2 separate regions of the Sus scrofa genome follow, and region 2 is linked to region 1. The links are chromatin contacts, called in public HiChIP or PLAC-seq maps. All regions are on one chromosome and are shown on one strand. Each heading gives the region's core, a stretch centred on a gene start, on an enhancer-like site or on the middle of the called end of the contact. The rest is flanking DNA. Distances are from core to core; before and after follow the strand shown.

What was found. HiChIP or PLAC-seq counts read pairs in DNA pulled down with a chosen protein or histone mark.
Region 2: an H3K27ac HiChIP or PLAC-seq map of alveolar macrophages shows a contact between it and region 1. The contact joins the promoter of PAFAH1B2 here to the promoter of SIK3 in region 1. A contact is called at or near these places in 2 of 47 Hi-C or Micro-C datasets (alveolar macrophages and embryonic fibroblasts) and 1 of 2 datasets of contacts at active chromatin or transcription factors (alveolar macrophages).

The regions. Positions count from the first base shown.
Region 1 is chr9:44,469,159-44,474,686 of Sscrofa11.1, forward strand. SIK3 (serine/threonine-protein kinase SIK3) reads right to left here and starts at 2,531. Exons shown (of 25, transcript XM_021062877.1): 1 at 2,259-2,531. The coding sequence starts at 2,531.
Region 2 is chr9:44,510,471-44,515,998 of Sscrofa11.1, forward strand. It overlaps PAFAH1B2 (platelet-activating factor acetylhydrolase IB subunit beta), which reads left to right and starts at 2,644. Exons shown (of 6, transcript XM_021062879.1): 1 at 2,644-3,118.

The DNA of each region.
Region 1 (5,528 bases), core at 1,281-3,780:
GATAAAAACCAACATAAACAATGACACCCGTTTATAAACAAGCTGATGTTTAAAATGCTGCAGTCCTAAAGGCCTTAGAAAAAAACTAAGACACATACATACACACACACACTGGAAAATTAGAAAGCGGGCAGACCAGCCATAATTAGCCACTGGCTTTGCTGACTACTGAAGATAGAAATGTCTCCTTTATACATAAAGCCAAGAATCAACTGTTTGCAATTACACTTACAAAAACATTCAACCCTCTCTGTCACAGATTTTTTTTTTTAATCAATATTTTGGTGTATCCAAGGCCAGGAGATACAAAATTCTCTAAATCATAGACACCATAAACCAGGCAACCAATTAAGTTCATAGAGTCCATCCCCCAGGGGTCAGAGCAAAATAATCACAGGAGTGCAGTGTGATTACTTAAGTGGGAGGGGGAGGGCACAGAGAAAGGAAATACCAAAACAAGGAACAAGGCTCAAACAATTAGAGTTGTTTGTAAACATAAATTTGGTTTGGCTAACAGTAAACACAACTGGAAACACTCAGAGCCGCAGAGATACACCAGTCCCCGCTCAGTCCACCCCCTCCCCCATCAGGGTCTGAGAGTAACATCAGGAAACCTTGAACTTTGGTATCTCTTTCAGCTCAGGCCTGCAGACTTCAGGCCCTCAGGAAAAAAAAAAAAAAAAAAAAAAAGGATGAAAAAGCTGAAGGGGGCCCCCCAGAGGAAGTGAAACTGACCAATCAATTTTCCACAGCCACCCACCCTGCCACCCTGGTCTGAAAGGCCCCTTGCAGTCTGACAGAAAGGAGGGAAAAGGGAACTTCAGGTTGTAAGTGAGCAGGAGAGAAGGCAGAAATAGGTCAACTGCCTTCTGAAAATAAGTGATTGCTGTAAGAGCAAAAACAAGGTAGGTGACAAGAACCAGAGGCTGGGCTGAGGAGGTGAGGGGAAACTGACGTGGCTTTGATAGGAAGAAGGAGCTCTCCGGGTTCTTCCCTACTCAGGTTGAGGGAAACACAAATTGCAGTTTTAAAATATAATGAATGACTACACTGAAAGTATTCATTCAAGTGAGAGGTGAAGCGAAGGAAGAGATTTGGAGTACAAATGGGCTTTGTGCGTCCTAAAACCAAACAATTCCTCCTGATGATTCCAATACTCCCAATGAAGACCACAGAAAAGTGCTAAAGATATTTCCTCCAAAAATGAATTTTCTATGGGTATGGATATGGCTTCCTAATTGACCTTGGCCAACTTCACCACTACAGCCCCACAAATCCCTTGGGAACCAAAGGGCCCAATGAGTGGGTTCCTCATACACCTCCTCAGTCACCAGCCTTTCCCCTCATCACTCAGAGCCCTCCCTGGGTTCTATAAAGCTCACAATCCGGGACCCTCCAACAACTAAATATAACCAGCAATCCAGCGTTCCCAAATTGTTTAACCCCTAAATACCTAGTGCCACCATAAACCTAGGACACACCGCCACCACCGCCTCTGTTCCCTGATCCCCTTCCTGTGGAAAAGCAAAGTAATTTTTTCCTCCTTATTTCCCAGTTTTTTTCATCTCCTCCTCCAATAATCTTATCTGTCCTCAGACCCTCATTCCCACCACCTATCAGTCTTGGACGACCAAATGCTGACTGTTGCCTCTGTCATAAGGTACCAGGTCCCTCATATCTCCCAGCGCCCCCCCCCTGCGCCCACCACATACCCCCAGTATATGTCCCAGCCATCGTGGGTCCCCCTCGTCATCCCACGTCTGCCAGTTTTACCCTTGTTTTCCCCCATCTCTTGGTCCACATTTCCTATTCCCCTGCCTTCATTCCCTTAGGATTTCCTAATTGCTGGTTCCAGAGTCTTCTTAGCTTACTGTCTCCAGGCTCCGGGAGAGTTCCAAACCTCTTCCTTCCAATCATCCCTTCTACTATCCTCCGTACAGCTCTCGGAGCCCCCTCCCCAACCCCGGCTCCCTAGTTCCCCAGGTCCCCGTGATCACTGGCTCCCTGCGTCCCCTTGCCGTGCAGTTACCCTCTCCTGGGTACCCCGGTGTCCCCCACCTTCTGCTCGCCCTCTCCTCACTCCCGCCCGGCAGCCCCCTACCCGTTTTCCCGGTCCCCAACGCTCTCCAATTTCCAGAGCCCCGCTCGCCGCGCCGACCCCTCAGCCTCCGTGTCGCGGGGCTCTCCTGCCCCCGCCACACTTGGACGGTCCCGGGCCGCGCAGCTTCCCCGCCGCCCGGTCCCCCCAGCGCCACTACCTTGGCCTTGGTGACGAGGTGCGTGGCCCTCTTGACCACAGCGAAGTTGCCCTTGCCGATGGTGCGGTCGATCTCGTAGTAGCCGATGCGGGCAGGCACCGGCCCGCGGGAGGCCGGGGCTGGAGGACGCGGCGGGCCAGCCGCCGGGGGCACTGCAGCGGGGGCGGCCGGGGGCCCCGGGGCGGGCGGAGGCAGCAGGCGACCTGCTGGCCCGGCTCCCCCAGCTCCGGCCCCGGCAGCCCCGCCAGCTCCGCTCGCCGCCGCCGCCGCCATCTTGTTGTGCAGTGAAACCTCCGGGGCCGCGGGTAGCCGGCGAGGGGGGTGGAGGGAGCAGGGGGGCGGGAAAAGGAGGGGGAGCGGCGGACGTCACTCCGGGAGGCGGAGCGCCCGCGCCGCCTGGGCCCGGCGCCATGGCAACCGTTGGTCACGTGCCGACGCGCGTCACTGCCCAGAGCCATGGCAACCGTGACCTCACCGGCGAGCTCGACCTTCCCGCGTGGGCCGGGTTCCTCCGGCGCCGGCTCCCGGGTGCCCCCCTCCCGGGAGGAGACAGTGGGCACCGCAAGTGTGCCAGCGGGTTCCAAGCCGCCGCAGCATTGCCCGAGTTGAGGGGGTGCTTTTGCCCGACCCAAAGCCTGCCCTCGATCCCCCTGGAACCGCTAATGTGACCCCGACTATGACCTCTGTCCCAGTTCAGCAATCACTCAGCCTCCTTAAAACAAAATATTTCCTCATCACCAAAAATATTAGCACTGTCCCATTTTAGCCCTTGAGGCCCCAAAGGCAGGAATAGCTACAGTATTGAAGCAACTGTACCCAAGTCGGTAGAGACAGGGGAATTCTTCAGTAAAATTCCTACCTCTTACAAAACCCAGCTCACCCAGTACAACCAATCTAATTGTCACCGAATAGAGAGGAATTGGGAAACTAGGATTTGTGTGTTCAAGGGCGGAGAAACCAGCCCAAACACGCATTCCAGTCGTTGGGTGGGTGAGGACCCAAGCAGGGAGGTCATTTTCCTTCCTCCCACCCTGTCTCTGAACAATTCTATAGCTAGATGACTGTCAAAGTGCCTGCGCCCTATTTCTGTCACTTGTATAACCCTGATGAAGCAGTGGTGGCATTGTCCAGTGAGTCACGTCATGGTTAAAGACAATCCGGTCTGTTGGGCGAAATAAATAAGTAAATAATAAAATTAAAATTTCACCCTTACTAGCGACTCTCCAAGGACGTTAAAGGTGATCAAATGTATAATTCCAACAGTAAATCTCATATATGTTTTTCTTCCCTCATCTTTTATCTTCTATCCGTTTCCCTCCAGAGCTTTCACTAGCTCCCAAGTTCCCCATACCCTCACTTCCTGGCTCCCTTTATTAACTAGATTGGCTTTAACAGCTTCAGTTGGGGCCCGGGAGGGGTAGGAGACTGAGCTTTCAAAAACAAGGTGGTCTTGGCAGGTTGACGGTTGGGGGGTGGGGAGACCATGAACACCAATGTTAAAATGTATTCCTTCAGTCCAGTCCTGATCCCTCCACATCTGCGTCTCTCTCAAAGGCAAAAGTGTGTTGTCAGGTCACTGCCTGTACGCTATTAAAAGCTGACACCCAGGACCCTGTGAATGTGTGAGAAGCAGAGCGCCTATTTACTTTCTCTGAACCAAAGATATTTACTAGCTCTCTGATTCCCCATCGGACTATGAGTAATAGCTGGGACTAGGACGGGACAGAGAGGTCATTCCACACTGCCTTGGATCAATTCCCTGGTGGCTGTTCCAAATTGCTAACACAATTAACACTAATTGGCTCCTTTACTAGCAAATAAGGATGAGGATGAAGTGGTCCTCAGCTTCGTGCACTGGTTTAAGCGCTTTCGCTGGTCGAGCTTATTTAATCCCAGATAAATGATGGCATGTGGCCAGCCTCTCTTACACTTCCACTCGACTCTCCTGCCTCTAGCTGGGACTGTACATTAACTTTTGGTGCCCAGGGTCCCAGTTTTACCATCTCCCTGGAGAGAGGGGGAGATAAAGTTCTCACCAGGATAGTTAGCTGGCTGGTAAGGCAAGGGAAAAAATCTTTTGCTCTGGGGACTGCAGAAGCAGCACCCCATTCTCAGAGTGACTTTACATCCTCTCCTCCACTCACGGAGTTCCATTTGAACATCAAGTACGGCAACTTCTGCTGCTCTCTGGAGGTTGTCAAAAATGAAGAAGCCTCTGGGGAGAAACTAGAAAATGGAGCATTGGTCTAACTTCCCAAGAGAAGAGGAAGTTCACTCTTGTCCCTAATAATGACCAGAATGTGTATGCTGTGAATTATGTGATTTAAGCTCTGTGCCTATATGGATTGAGGCCAGTAGGTGGTATATCCTATTGAGACTTGGACAAAGACTTGCTGCAGATCTCCCTTAAAAGTCCTCTTTGGTGAGAAGAACATAGAAAATTAGGTAGGGGGTGATCCACGATGATCATCCGGGGGGGGGAAAGGGGAAAACAGCTTAGATGTGTGCTTTTAATTATTTATTGAATACGAAGGACTGAGTTAAGTTTGGGGAGGAACTCACAGTCAATAACAACAATGTGCCAGGCACTATGCTAAGCAGTTTACATAAATCAATTTACCTAATCCTCAACAAGCCTTAAGGAACCCTGTATATTATATTCTCATTTTGCAGATAAGGAAAATGAGGCACAGAAGAATTAAGGAAACCTGCTACAGTCATAGTGCTAGAAAGTAGTAGAATGAGGATTCAAACCCAGGCACCCTACCTCTGGAACCTGAGATCTTCCCTACCAGGTTTTTTGTTGTTTTTTTTTTTCCTGTCTTTTTAGGGCGACACTCATGACATATGGAAGATCCCAGGCTAGGGGTAGAATTGGAGCTATAGCTGCCGGCCACAGCCACAGCCACAGCAACACCAGACCCAAGCCGCGTCTGTGACTTACACCACAGCTAATGGCAATGCTGGATCCTTTAACCCATGGAGTGAGGCCAGGAATCAAACTCTTATCCTCATTGGTACTAGTCGGATTCATTACTGCCGAGCCACAATGGGAACTCCAATTCTCTACTGGATTATAAACCATGTCAAGCTAGGAGCTAATAGGAAAAGTAGTTTCTCCATAGACCTAAGGTGACTGAGCTCAGTTTAGACCCAGGGAAGAAGACATTTTAGAGTTCTCGAGAACAGGACAGTGTAGGCATCAAACCACATCAATAGTGACAGATTGGGAGTTCCCGCCGTGGCACAGCAGAAATGAATCCCCATCTA
Region 2 (5,528 bases), core at 1,394-3,893, 41 kb after region 1:
CCTCCATATGCCGAGGGTGCAGCCCTAAAAGACAAAAAGACAAAAAGACAAGAAGACAAAAAAAAAAAAAAAAAAAAAGGGTTAATTTGTAAGGATGGGAGTTGAAACATTTCTTAACGTTGTTTTAACAATAAATAAAACTTTGAAACTCTTTCTGAAAATCATCCGACCTCGAGTTCTACCCACAGAAATTCCCTGAATTCACACTGCGTATATATTTTCAGTCCACATAGCTTCTCTTCCCTCATTTCATGTCTGAAATGCCAAGGCCCCAGAAATCTCCCAGTTTAATTACTGTACGTGATGAAATGCCAAGAAGTCTCCAAAATTTCAGGCCACTTGGGTAGTATTTTGACATATCTCATTCTCAAACTCTAAGGTTCCCTTTTTTTTTTTTTTTTTTTTTAAGGGCCACACCCATGGCATACGGAGATTCCCAGGCTATGGGTCCAATGGAAGCTATAGCTGCTGGCCTGCACCAGAGCCACAGCATCTCGGAATCTGAGCCTTGTCTGCGACCTACACCACAGCTCACGGCAACACCAGATCCTTAACCCACTGAGCAAGACCAGGGATTGAACCTGCAACCTCATGGTTCTTAGTCGGATTCGTTAACCACTGAGCCACGAAGGGAACTCCTTAGGTTCACATTTGATCGTGTTTACACTACTCCAATCTGTCCAACAGACATTTTGTCAGGGTTTCTATATTTTCTCCCTTTGGGTTGGCATTCAGTCATGAGAGAAACCAGACTAAAGAATCTGGATGGAGTCATTAAGCCCATCATCATTAATGGAAAAACAACTTGACAGGCAAACTCTTCTGACAGCTTTCAGGAAATTTTTCTCATAGTCAGAAAACAGTTATTTTTACCTATCTCCAGCTGGGACTGCATGGAAAACACAAACTCTGAAAGGGGCCCAGGGGAAGGGGAGGTTGTGGATGGGAAGTGAGGAGGAGTAAGATAGCGTTGTGGGCCCCAGAACTATGTTCTTGTAGGGGAACTGACAGAACAGTGGAGGCCTGGAGTTAAAAGAAACTTAGCAATGACTGAGCCTACCCTTTTCGTCTTACAGACTAAGAAACAAAGGGTCAAAGAAGTAAAATGAGCAGTAGCCCCTCAGACAAGAACACAGGGCACCCTGGAGCCGAGTTTAGGGTCCTTTCCAATTTACCACTTGCATTTTTTTTTTTTTTTTTTTTTTTACAGCTGCACCTGTGGCACATGGAAGTTCCCATGCTAGGGATGGAATCCGAGCTGCAGCTGAGGCCTATGCCATGGCCACGGCAACACAGGATCTAAGCCAAATCTGTGACCTAGCCACAGCTTGTGGCAATGTCAGATCCTTAACCACTGAGCAAGACCAGGGATGGAACAAAGTCAGGTCCTTAACCCAAGGAACCACGATGGGAACTCCTACTACTTGCATTTTTTTTAAAATGAATTATTTAGAAAGCTAAAAGAGACGTAGTAGGAGACAACCCCTTATCAAATTTCAGGGTTCGGTGCCATTGAGATTTTGCCGAAACACTAAAAACTGCCTGAGTCATAGAGGTATTCAAATATTTGCAGAGGCTAGTTTAACCAGCTCTAGTGTTTCCTGGGCACATTTTCTTTCTGTTTCTTGGTTAAAAAGTTGAAAACAAGAAAGTAAAAGATAGTCCAAGGGATCAACAGAGGCATAAATTCATTCATTCCTTATTGAGAAGTATTTAATGCGTGGCTACTATGCATCAGGCACCATGCCTGGTGACGAGAATCCACAGAATAAGGTCTCTGCTCCCTCAGAGCTTATAGGATATCAGAGAAGACAGTGTAGTAAAGTTGTAATTACATTAAAATGTGTTGAGTGCTAAAACTAAGTTCAGGATTCTATGGATTTATCACTGGAGAATTCAAACTGTCTCTTTTGTTATCGATATAATTCTAGGCTGCTTTTTACACCATCATTTGAGTTCCCCAAACACAAATTCTTCTCAATAAAACATTTAAAGCAACATTTACCTACTGGTGTGTCACTTATCAAATGAACATCTGCAAGAGAATTCCGAGGTAAACTAGCGTTTTATAGAACAAATTATTCTGGATTATATATATGCCTGATAAATTTAGTACCATTTGACAGTACAAAGGATCTGAAAAATAATTTGATATATCTTGAAACTTCAGGCTTCCAGGTTTTCACGGTAATTCTCAACGGATTTTGTCTGCAAAACCAAACCCGCTGATTATTTTCAGAGCTTTGGAAGGCTCTTCCATTCCCCCACATGGGTCTGAATGAATCCTTAAAGGGCCAGCTCAGGGCGCTGCTCCACCAAATATTTTGCTAACCACAGCCTGCGTACATCTTTTGCCCCTTCTCTCTATTGTTAGATCCCGTATTTATACAGCATTTAGCATATCATCTTTTCAATATTGACTGTGTGTATATAAATATGTATTTCCCCCGAAATTGGATGGCTCTCTAAAGAAAACACTGTGACTCTCCATCCCCAATAGTATCACCGTAAGAGACGATCTCCCAAAATCCATACATGCATCATAGAAACAGAAGTTCCACCCATAAATGCAAAGGACTGCCTCATTAATCTTGGGACCCTATTTCCCTCCCCCGGCAGCAATCTGGTTTATTCCATGGGGTGGAGAAGGAAGCCAGGTTGGCGGGGTGGGAAGGGAATGGCGTCAGGGTGAGGTCACGCCACATTGTCCCGAAAGACATCTCCACATCGCGGTGACATGAACGCGGGATTGAGGCATACAGCCGGAAGAAAAAATTTAAAGGCAATTTGCGCAGGCTACATGCAAAACGAGGGCAGGATCGAGAACAAAGCGGGGAACCTCGCGGGGCCGTAGGCGGACACCTGGGCGCCCGAAGCGGGCACCCGCCGAGAGGGAAAGTGGGGAACCGGGAGCCAAGCCGAGGCCGGGGAGGATGGGGCGGGACTTCCGGAAGCCATTTGCCTGAGTGGCAGGGAAACCGGAAGTGGGGGTGCTGCTGCGGGTGCTGGGGCCCGAGGAGGGACGCGCCGGATTGGGGCCGCCGGGGCTAAGCGAGCGACAGACGCGCCACCCGCCGACGCCGCAGCCGCTTGGGGCCCGCACGGACCCTCTGCCTGAGTGAGTGCATCCCAGGGCGCGGGGATACGGTGGCTTAGAGGTGGGGGTTGGAAGGGGCTGCGATTTGTTATTGTGAGAGGCCCGCGACCTCCCCTCCCCCACCCCGAGGGGACCCCTCCCCCCCCGGCGCCACCCCCTCCCCCCGACCCTGGGGTAGGGCTCGCGCGCGCCTTCTCGACTGGCCTGGTGTCGGTTTCCCGGCCGCCGGCGCTACCTCCACCCCTCGAGGCCGCTTGCCGCCCCCTCGGAGCCTTTCCCCAGCGCCCCACCCCCAAACCTGCCGCCCGCACGGCCGCCCCGCCTCCCAGCCTCTCTGCCTCCTGGTTTCTTCCCGCGGTGGAGCACCGTGGCGGGGCGCGCCGCCCCGCCTGGCTCTGCCCGCCCCCCCGGAGTAGGCCGCCCTGCATCCCTTGCGCCCCTGGCGCGATGCTCGCTGCTGCCAGCCCCATTTCTGCCTCAGGTCTCGGCTGCTGCCTGCCCCTCCGTCCCTGAGGTTGAACCTCTGACCCTTCCTCAGACCCTTCTTCTGTTTGAGAGACTGTTAGCGAGGGCCAGTCGGGTTACCCTGTTGTCTTTTGACAGAGCGCTTTTTCCCACCCCTTTTGTTGAAATGTGCAACTCTCCAGAAACTTCACCGTTTCTTCTTCTAATATGTTCAAAAATCCGTGGGCTGTCACAACTCATTTCATAGAGGGCTGCCCCGTCCAGCACCTCGTTTTAGAGACGAGGCCCGCCTGGCCGCTGATTTGCCCAAGGTCAACCCACTAGTTAAACCTGCCAGTGAACAAGTTTTCTTAGGTGTTTTTTACCTGGTCCCTGTCCATTTGGCAGTTCAGGACCTTCTGACCTACAGGTTTGTGATGTACCGTTGCACGGTGACTCATTATTCTGCTTTCTGTAGCTCCCAGGCCAGCGTTGCTTTTCGTAATTTATATGCAAACCTTAAGAAAACCAAACACATGGAGCTTTGGCCTCTTTAGAGCTTACCCACGGAGAAGGAGAAGACTGCCTGGACCCCATCCCCACGCCCTCGCCCAGGGCCTCATTTTGTACAGCTTTAAAGGGGGTGGGGGAGAGGTAAAGGTGTAGAGAGAAGATTGTACCCCGAGATCATTTGAATATGCCTTTGCCTTAGATATGCCTTGTGTCTTTAGATTGTTCTCTTGGGCACATTGTTCTGATAGAAAGGTTGCCTCCTTGTGGGGGAGCAGGAGAGGAGGAAATTATTGTGCTTTAATGTATTGGCTTGGGCATTTGATAATAAATTATGGATGTGCTGGAACCCAGGGACCCATCCACCAGCCCACTGAGGCAGGGTATTCCGGACGAGGGCTGCGTTTGCTTTCAGAATAACCCTTCCACCTCCTGAAGCAACGTAAGAGTCTTAGGTCAGAGTGGAAACGTTCTGAATCTTTTAATTCTTAGTGAACTTCCCCCTCCATCCTTTCCCTCGTTAAACTGAAGAAACATCCAGCTCAGCTTGAGGATTTTATAATTCTTTGTTGTTATCGAGGATTTTTGATAAGACACACTACATACACCACACTGGTTGGTATAAGCATCTGAAAATTTTGGTCTTCTGTGGTCATAGTTCTAGTTAAGTTAGAAAAGACAGAAAATGCAGGAAAATTGGGAAATGCTGTGCAAGTTGCTTGCTCCTCATCTTCCCAGAAAATTCATTTAAATGGACAGTTAAAGCTTCCTTGAATAGCATCTCTTCTGTTAAATTAATTTTGGGGACCCTTATCTCCTTTCTGCTGGGCTTTTCTAACTGAACCTGCTGTTTGTGACCTCGAAGTTAATGACTTGCGGGGGGGTGGGGGGTTTACTCTGAATCAGTAAAGTGAGATGGGCATCAAATCCCTCCCTGTTGCTACTTTTTCTGTTGTCACGAATTACAATTTGAACATTCTGAATACGTGTGTGTGACAATATTGCTTTTTACCTGAGGCAGGAAACCCCCAAGATTTTTGTGACCTACCACAGGCTGTTCTCTGGATGCCTCCTGATTCATTCTTTTTTTTTTTTTTTTTTTTTTTTTTTTTTTTTTTTTGGTAAAAAGTACAACCAACACTGTAAACCAGCTATAATGGGAAAAAAAAATCATTAAAAAAAAAAAGTACAACCACTTATTTTATCTACCTCCCAAATTATTTGAATCCCCTAAATGCACGGTTCCCACCTTGGTTGTTAAAGAATAAATTGCTTTGGGGGGTGGGGGGATGTGTCTGCGCTGTGGGATGGAAATCCTGTGAAATCAAATTGTTATGACCATTATACAGCTACAGATGTGATAAATTCATTTGATAGTAAAAAAAGAAAGAAAGAATAAATTGCTTGGGCTTGCCCCTCAATTTTTCTTTACTCGATTTTTAAAAATGTTACCAAGCCATAGGCATAGGTTAGAACT